Linked DNA regions of Ovis aries: region 1 is linked to region 2. A link is a contact called in public Hi-C data. All regions are on one chromosome and are shown on one strand. The core of a region is the stretch at or near the end of the contact, and the rest is flanking DNA. Distances in the headings are between cores, read along the strand shown.

Region 1 (4,713 bases), core at 1,928-4,427, 310 kb after region 2:
GAGACCCAGAGGAACTGATGTGATATTCTGACGTGGTAGAACCTGCCCCCAGTGCGGTGGGAATAGCACCTGCCTTGACACAGACTTCACAATGGTATCAGTGCTACCTTTGACTGAGTTGGCTTTTTATCTGCTCAGTCACATCACTAGTCCTCATCAGTCTTATCAACACCTAAAACTACCAGGTTTGTTTTTTTTGTTTGGTTTTTTTTTTTTTCCATAAAAATGACTGTCAAACCAAGCCTTTCCAAGCTATACTTATGTAATTTCTTTTGGAGGCATGAATATATTTACATCTATTAAACTTAATTCTGGGTCTGGGATCTTTGTTCCAGTCTATTGCAATATGTTTGTATTCTGGTTTTATTATTTCAGTCTCTCCTAAGGTTTTATCTTGTGCAAAATTTGAGAAATATGCTTTATTTTTATCTAAGTGGTCAGTAAAAATGTTATCCAAACAGATCCAAAAACAGAGCCCTGTGGGAAACCACTAGAGACCTCCAGCTAATAAATGACCTTTTCTTGAATATTTGTCTTATGAGTTGGCCTAACCCTATGATCATTATCCTTCTCTTTTTCACGAAGATAGCTTGTTCATAAAGATATGCTGAAACAATGTATGTTTTTTCTATTTCGATTCCTTGTGGGTAAAAGAACTGTTGATCTCGAATTATTCCTTGTAAGAAAGAAAAGTAGTGGCATTACATAATCACATGATACGGTGCTAACCTCCACCACCATCCCAGAGTTCAGGGTGTAGCTACACTGGCTTCTTGGAGCTCTAATCGAGTTGATAAAAATCCAGCAGTTTTGGTAGATTGTATTATGCAAGGGAACCTGACACAAAGCAGCTGAGACCAGACAGTTTGGTGTTAAGCTGTAGTAACGAAATTCCATTAAAGCTTCATCTTTTCTGTTGAAGATCCTGGTTGGATCTGGTGCTTGGGACACAACAGTTCCTTGCCACATTTTCCTAAGGACTGCCTCTGAAATACGCCATCTGAAACCACGTAGGGCAGTGATCAATTCGTAATGTACAAAAGTATGGAGTCACTATGCTGCACACCTGAAACTAATATAATATTGTAAGGCAATTATACTTTAATTTTTTAAAACAAGAAAAAGAGGGCGTCCCTAGTGGCTTGAATGGTAAAGAATCTGCCTGCCAATGCAAGAGACACAGGTTCGATCCCTCGTCCGGGAGGATCCCACATCCAGTGGAGCAACTAAGCCTGTGCGCTACAGCTATTGAGCCTGTGCTCCAGAGCCCAGGAGCCACGACTGCTGAAGCCCACGCGCCCTGAAGCCCAGGCTCCCCAACAGGAGAAACCACTGCAAAGAGAAGCCTGCACGCGGCAATGAAGATCCAACACGGCCAAATAAATAAACAATTTTAAACAGGAAAAGAAATCCCATAGGAGTAAGAGATTGCCGATGTGGGTGTAAATCCACAAGAAGCAAAAAGCTGCTGGATATGGGTGTGGGGGTTGGGGGTGGTATTTATTTTGGGGCTGCTGAGGATCTTAGGTGCAGCACACAGGATCTTCAAGCTTCATTGCAGCATATGGGGCCTAGTTCCCCGACCATGGATCAAACCCGGACTCCCTGCATTGAGAGCACTGGGTCTTAGCCACTGGATCACCAGGGAAATCTCTATGCATGAGTTTTTGACTGAGGATGAGACTCAAGGAAGTAGAAGAATTTTCACAGCAATGGGAAGATTGGAACCTCTGCCTCGCCCTGAAGCCCCTCCCTAGGAGGCAAAGACTCGTGTGGCTAGGAGATTGTGGACGAGTGACCTGGAGTGACCCAGAAAATGTCAGTCCTCAGCCAGTCCCTCTCCCCACAGCTTCCACACCCAGGGGAGAAAACAGGAGCAGCAAAGGAAAACTTCCCAGGTAAGGAAGATGAGAGGGGAGCTTCAGATACATACTGACTGTGGTCATTTTTATGAGTCTTTCTTCAAACACCCTCTTTGGGGAAAAAAAAAAAAAGGTGTCTAACACGGACCACACAAGCGTGACAGTAGAAAGAAGACAGAACCAGAAATCTGGGCCTGGGTCAACTTAAGTCCTTTAAATCTGTAAAATGAGGGCTATGGAGACCAACTAAGGAAGCTCCGTGAGCTTTTCAAATGCTAACGTTTTAGGCGTTGGAGTGTCCCACTCTGAAGAGTCAAGGAAGTGGGGCAAGCAGGAGGTGGCAGAAACCAGGGTCAGATGCCCATCCTCTGCCACACAAACTCCTCTGCATACGTGGAAACCCTGACACCAAGGGTACCAAGCATTATCTGCCCCAACAGAAGGGATGAGAGACTGTGACCAGAGGAGGACCAGTGAATTTCCAGAAGCAGCAGGCTACACACTGGAGGCTGAGCTCCCAGATTCAGGGGCTCAGCCACCAACACCTGAGAAAGAGTTGTCTGAAGCTGCCACCTCCAGTTCTGAAATAACCCCATGTTTCAGGCTGGGGCTGGGACAGTGGCAAACCTGCAAACCCAGTAGCAACAGGAGGAAAGTGGCCGAAGAGAGAGGTCAGAGGGGCGCAATTCAGTTCTCTGTGATGATGAGAAGTCTAGAAATGAAGGTGGAAAACCCAGAATGCACCGGGTGGGGGTTTCACTGCTGCATCTTCAGGGCCAGACTGTACTCTTGGTTTTGGTAAACATTTCCGGACAAAACGGAGTGTTCTCACCGCATAAATACTCTTCGACACTAATAATAGCCTATGAGACCAATAAGGGCTTCCCTGATAGCTCAGACAGTAAAGAATCTGCCAGAAATGCAGGAGACCCAGGTTCAATCCCTGGGTGGGGAAGATCCCCTGGAGGAGGAAATGGCAAAACAATCCAGTATTCTTGCCTGGAGAATTCCATGGACATATAGAGGAGCCTGGTGGGCTACAGTCCATAGGGTCGCAAAGAGTCAGAGAGACTAACACACGAGGCCAGTATCTGCCTGCAAGGAGAGTTTCACAAAAATGAGACACGGAGCAGTGGGGCTCAGGCAAAGAAGATGGAGAGCGGATTCTTTAAAGACGGCGGGAGGGAGGATGCAAACAGCTCACACGGTCAAGCCTTTTAAAATGGAATGCACGTTTGCTTCAAGTCTGCTGAATAGCTGCAGCCCTGCCCGGTGCCCTTCGTAGAATAGCTGTGGACGTTTGCGGAGTCCCTGAGGGCTGATGCCTGAGGCTTTAGCGCCATCCAGTGGAAGAAGCGGGTATGGCGGCTATCGACGGCTTCAGCCTGAAGTGAGAGGCGGAGATGAGACTCGGTCTGTTTTTCATCTGACAGTGATAGATGAGGGGAAGGTGGCTGAGCTTTATTTCATTATCACCCGTTTAGTTCCAAGGAGATGCCGTCTTGGGTCCCAGCCATCAATCAATTGACATCATTCAAGGACCAGGCTGGGCTCAATTTGCCCATTCTATTTCAGCCCAGGTGGCGATGGAGACCTAGGGGAAGGGCTGTGAAACCCTCTTCTCCAGTCACACACTGATTCTCAGATGTCCCAACCTCCAGTCCCTGGGGTGTCCCTATTAATAAAAGAGTTTAATTATGTGCAGAACACGGACACCTGAAGTCAGATTAGCCTCTGGAAGGGAGGGTGGGGGTTGCAACAATTGCTGCCTGAATGGGGAACATTCTTCCACCACGCTCAAGAAAAAGAACTCAGAGACAGGACGGTCTGCGTGTCCAAACTATCCCTCGGAAGAGAAAGCAGTCTCTAGCGACAAGCGCCATATTCGTGCCCTCTTGTGTTTCTGAAGACAGTGACTTAAGGATGACCCCTGAGGGGCTACAAAGGCCTGGCACATTTTTTCCTTAAAAAGAAAGCAAATCCAGAGTGGTGGCTTCGCCGTCCCGCAGCTCCCTTTGCTTGGCTGACAGGCCACAGACACAGAAGAAAAGTGTGCAGGAGGACGTCCCTGGTGGTCCAGTGGTTAAGACTCAGCTCCCACGGCAGGGGCCACAGGTTCCAACCCTGGTAGGGAAGTCCCACGTGCCTCAAAGTACCGCCAAAAAGGAAAAAAGCTAAATAAGTAAAAATTGTTGAAAAGAGGGAAGGAAATACATATATTTCTTGAGTACCCACACTGATAATATGCATGAAATTATATTGTTTTCTCCTCACAGCAAACCTCACTGGGTTATGGCCTCTTTGGGAAAACTAGAATAACCTAGAAGGGTCCAAATCATCATTTGCAATTCCCCTTTTGTTTTCCTTTGGGTGGGGAGGTTGGCTATTGATTTCTAGTTTCATCCCATTATGATCAGAAAAAAATACCTGTTATGATTTCAATTTTCTACAATTTGTTAATACTAGTTTTGTGGTGTAAGATGTGATCCATCCCAGAGAATGGTCTATGCATACTTAAGAAGAATGTGTATTCTGCTGTTTTGGGGTAGAGTATTTTATAGATAGATATTACATATATATTACATATATTACATGTATATATATATATATATATACACATATGTATATTACATATCGATATTAATATATATTTGGCTACATGTGAGGCAAGTGGGAGCAGTAGCCCGCCAGGCTCCTCTGTCCATGGAATTCTCCAGGCAAAAATAGTGAAGTTGGCAGCCATTTCCTTCTCCAGGGGATCTTTCCAATCCAGGGAGTGAACCCAGGTCTCCTGCACTGCAGGCAGATCTTTATCACCTGAGCCTCCCGGGAAGCCCTACATGTATATATA
Region 2 (4,616 bases), core at 918-3,417:
AATCATGCTTAAACTTCTCCAGTCACGGGTAACTCACTATCAACAAAAATTTCCCCACTCTTTCATCAGAAAGGTCCTGAGAATGTATTAGGGGCGGCTCTTGGCAATGACTACCTCTATCCTACTTTTGCCCTTTGTCTAATGCTTCCTTAACAGCATTTTTCTGAAGTGGTCACTTTGCCAGCAGAACTTCCAGGTTATCAGACTATTAGCCAGAGATCGCCCAATCTCAAGTAAATCATAACACAGTCCTGAGAAGACCCGACTGCCGGACAGACTCTGTCTTTTTGTCCATTGATGCTTTCAGTGAAATTCCCATCTCTGGATAACTGCAGACTTTGAAGAAGGCTTTCTCAGACCAAGACACAAGGCTTTCTCCAAAGCACAAGATGAGAGGCAGAGCCACTCCCAGTCGTACGATCTCCATGAGTCAGCCCCCATCTGACCGTCCTCCTTGGCGTCACACCCAAAGCTGCAGCTGTGTTCCTCCTAGGAACACGGCGCAGGATGGTGGCACTGATGCCTTTCTGTCCTCTACGCGTCAGGATCATTTTGCTGTTGTTGGTTTGTTTTGATGTGTTTATTTCCCACTGAGGATCATGTGGGTTGGCAAAATTAATATGCACTGAACGCAAAAGCAGAAGAGGAAATACTGTCTTTGGGGAGCAGCCGGAGAGGATGTATCCGAAGGAGGAAAAGGCTGGGATTAAAGACAGGCTTAGTGAATGAGACCTTGGATGAGGTTTTCTGACCATTGTTCTTGTTGTTTTATATCAAGTGTACTTTTCCATTCTAAATATTGTTTTTACATGAGGGTGGGGAATGGGGGGGCGTTAATTTATCCGTGGGAAACACGTGGAAAGAAAGAATCCTAAAGCACCATCTCCTCCTGCTTCTGGATGTCTGGATGTTTGGTGTGGCAAGAAAGAACTTCGGGCTGTACTTCACTGTGTACACTCATACTGGGGGGTCTGTTTTTCTTTTTTCTTTTCAAATGTGGGGCAGTTTTTTTTATGACCAGGAGAAACGTCAGCAGTCAAGCAGCAAAAGCAACAGGAATCTACATGCTCCAAAGAAAACAACTATTTTGTTTTTCATCATCCAGGAGGTGAGGGAACTGCACCTCCCATCTGCAAACAGCGTATGTTATAGAAAGGGTGGTGCTTATCTGGCCCTGGTGTAGATTGGCATGATTCTCACATAGTTAGGGATAAGAAAGTGGAGGTGAGGTAGTGGGACAAGCGTGTTATTTAAGGGGAACCAAAAGCAAGAAAGAAAAAGAGCACTTCTTTGAAAACCTGGCTTCAAAATTCTGACTCTTCTGACTTTGGGAAAATGACATATCCTCTCTGGACAGTAGCTCCTGGAGAGACAGAGTAGTGAATAGGAAAAAAAAAAAAAAAAAAACCATGAATTTTGGGTGCCACTCCTGACTGCACTCCTGTTTTAAAAAAGTTCAGATTCAATGGGTATAGTTGGCACATAAAATTGTAAGCTACTTGAAGCATACATCGTGGTAACTCCAGCCCCTTTTAACTGTCATCTGCATACCTCATAGCCTTAGCGTGAGGACCAAAGGGCTCGTGCCTGATACACAGCAAAGGCTGCACGGCTGCTGGTTATTTCTCTTGTTCGTTTATGAATCAGGAGAAACTTAACCCAGTGAAATGTGCTTGAAACTTCTCAGGCATAATCCGAGGGCCAGCAACTCTGCTAAAAGCAAACAAGCAGCTTGAATCTTGTTTTGGCAAATGTTCCCAGAGAGAAAAACCTCTCTCTTTCTCTCTCTCTCTCTCTCTCTCTCTCTCGTTCTCTCTCTCTGGTTTCCCCTTGTCCTCTTTTGTGTCCGGGGAAGGGCTGGGGCTGGGTGACAGCTGCCAAGGCCAAGGCCAGACCTGGGTGGGGTGACCTAGACCAGCCTCCGCCCCCAGACCACAGCTGGTCAGGCCATCAGGCGATGTCCCCAAGGCAAGGATGGAACCTTCGCTGTCTTCTACTGCTGACAAAAGAGGAGTGTTCTGGCGGCCAGAAAGTCTCCGATAGACAGACTGCCAAGATAATAACTAGGGTTCTGGAAGAAACTCAAGGTGTGGCCCAGCCCGGGGCTGTGGGGGTTGGGGGGGTGGGGGAGCGGGGTGGCGCTTGGGCGGGTCTGACAGTAGGTGGCGGCAACAGGCTTCAACCAGCAGGCTGTAGTCTGGGAGGTAGTGGGGCCCCCAGGGACAGATGCGGGTGTAGCCAGGGGCACTCCGGTGCCTGGCGTGGGCTGTGGGCCTGTGGCTCTTTCTGCAGGCAGTTGGTTGTTTAGAGGCTTAGCAGGGTTGAAGTTAATCAGTCCAGTTCCTTGACAAAAGTGGGAAAGCGAGTCTCCAGAGTGAAAGCAGAATCGGGATGAAACCCACTCCCTCGCATCTTCCGGGCCAGGCTTTCCCCACTGCAGCATAGCTTCTTTCCTACTTCTGGCAGAATTCTAGAACTTCTCAGATCTATTGCTTCATTCTGTCTCTCCAACCCCTCCTAGTTAATCAGAGGGTCAGCACAGACTCTCCAAAGTGATGCCACTGGAAATAAACAAAGGGCCTTTGGAGGGTCACTGCTTCTTCCTACTGAGTTGCTGAGAAGATCCACCAGCAGAAACAGCCCAAGCCGAAACAGCCCACCCTGCCAGCACTGCTGGCCCCAGAGGAGCTTCAAACATCCACCCCAGCCCCCACCCACAGCACAAGGCCCCCTCCCCAGCAGTGAAGCCCAGCCAGCCAAGGGAAGCTTGAGGTCTCAGCTTCGTTAGAATGTGGACACGCCTGGCTGGCCTGACCTCTACAACCTCTCCCCAGCTCCCAGCATCCAGCCTCCCAGGCAGGGTTCTTTGATTATTTGAAAGAAGACATCAAAGTATCAAGGACCTCATTCTGCTGTCAGTCCTGACCTGACCCTTCTGGAAAGGGAAAAAAAAAAAAAAAAATGTCCCCAGGGAAAGACGACCACTGCACAAGTAATCCATAGAAATTCTAATATTGCCTCCTTAACAACAGAAGGTTCTTCACAGCGGAGGAAAGAAGAGGTGAGACAAAGAACGAAATTCTTGGCCCCAAGGACTATCCTGACATTGAGGGTGGGTGGTTCCCAACTCAGAGGGGAGGGAGTCAGGGGGACAGCATCTTCACATTTCTGCCCTCTTCTTTCGCCCTCTCCCTGGCTTCCTCTTTTCAGTTTCTCCCTCTTCGTGTTGTTCAATCTCTAAGTCCTGTCCAACTCTTTGAGACTCCATGAACAGCAGCATGCCAAGCTTCCCTGTCCTTCACCATCTCCCAGAGTTTGCTCAAATTCAAGTCCATTGAGTCGGTGATGCCGCTCAACCATCTCATCCTCTGTTGCCCCCTTTTCCTCCTGCCCTCAATCTTTCCCAGCATCAGAATCTTTTCCAGTGAGTCAGTTCTTCGAATCAGGTGGCCAGAGTACGGGAGCTTCAGCTTCAGCATCAGTCCTTCCAATGAATATTCAGGACTGATTTCCTTTAAGATTGACTGGTTTGATCTCCTTGCAGTCCAAGGGGCTCTCAAGAGTCCTCCAGCACCACAGTTTGCAAGCATCAATTCTTCTCCCTCTTCTAGGCCTTTCCATCTGCCCCCCTCTCTCAGCCAGCACACAGGTCTAAGAAACCTCAGGCAGTTCCTTTGCTCCCGACCCCTTTCCTCCTGGCACCTCCCCTTTCCTCCTCGAAGCCCAGCTCCCCATCCATTCCCATCCACACCTTTTGGCCACACCCTCCTTGAAAAGAAGGTGAGGCTCCTTTCCCAGAACCACCTTTGTGTCTCTGTCTCTGGAGCCTGGTCTGGGTTCACTGGTGGATCACTTGCTGTTGTCAATGTCCCCGCAAATCTTCGCTAACTAGGCACTGCTCAGGTTTCATAAATCAAACCTCTTTCTTTCCTTCCGAGAGCTGGGTGAATGCTCACTGCTACCCAGTGGTAAAGCCCGCGGACATCTGTACTTGGAGAATCTCAAGTGGATGAAGCAGAGGAGTCCACCTGGGTCCTCCATCCTCCTGTTTCCAAGCAGACATGTTACATCATTTCACTTTCCTACCAGTGTTTATGCATTAAACTTGCTGTTGGCGTAACCCACGGGACTTCTCCCAGCAGGAACTATCGGATCTTAGAACAATAGGGTCTCAGGACCACAAGGGTTCGTTCCCTCTCTTGAGAAGGCAAGTGTTCTGCCCACATCACATGGCAGATTCAGAACAAGACCAAGCCCCTCAAGCCTCCTATTTAGCCATCTTGCACCTACCAGAGGGTTCCAGCCACCAATTTCAACCCAAGCCTAGCAGGTTCTCAATTTTAATTACCCCATTGGAAGAGAGAATTCATGAAACAGGCCTGGGAAATATGAAAACTGCCACATCCTCAGTAAGGCCAGGGGCACCAGTAGAGGAGTCCAATTTGGTTCCAGAGAAATGCCATTTCCACAGCAGAGAAGGAAAGAAGGAAATTGAAGTCGCTCAGTCATGTCCAGCTCTCTGCGACCCCATGGACTGTAGTCCACCAGGCTCCTCCATCCATGGGATTCTCCAGGCAAGAATAGTGGAGTGAGTTGTCATTTCCTTCTCCAGGGGA

What was found. A called contact is a pair of places that touch in the nucleus more often than the background predicts.
Region 1: a contact with region 2 is called in a Hi-C map of hypothalamus, with 4 times the contacts expected there. The contact joins two enhancer-like sites. A contact is called at or near these places in 2 of 16 Hi-C or Micro-C datasets (hypothalamus and skin fibroblasts).

Annotation. Positions count from the first base shown.
Region 1 is chr3:202,622,449-202,627,161 of ARS-UI_Ramb_v3.0, forward strand. No RefSeq gene overlaps it. Among named protein-coding and RNA genes, the nearest start is that of GPRC5A, 24 kb to the right of the region's middle. Within about 2 kb of position 3,178, at least 12 of the 54 cell types and tissues checked have an H3K27ac peak or open chromatin away from gene starts, as enhancers often do. A contact at or near this core is called in hypothalamus, where this site is marked.
Region 2 is chr3:202,315,359-202,319,974 of ARS-UI_Ramb_v3.0, forward strand. EMP1 (epithelial membrane protein 1) reads right to left here. Exons shown (of 5, transcript XM_060414210.1): 1 at 1,552-4,616. Among named protein-coding and RNA genes, the nearest start is that of EMP1, 6.3 kb to the right of the region's middle. Within about 2 kb of position 2,168, at least 24 of the 54 cell types and tissues checked have an H3K27ac peak or open chromatin away from gene starts, as enhancers often do. A contact at or near this core is called in hypothalamus, where this site is marked.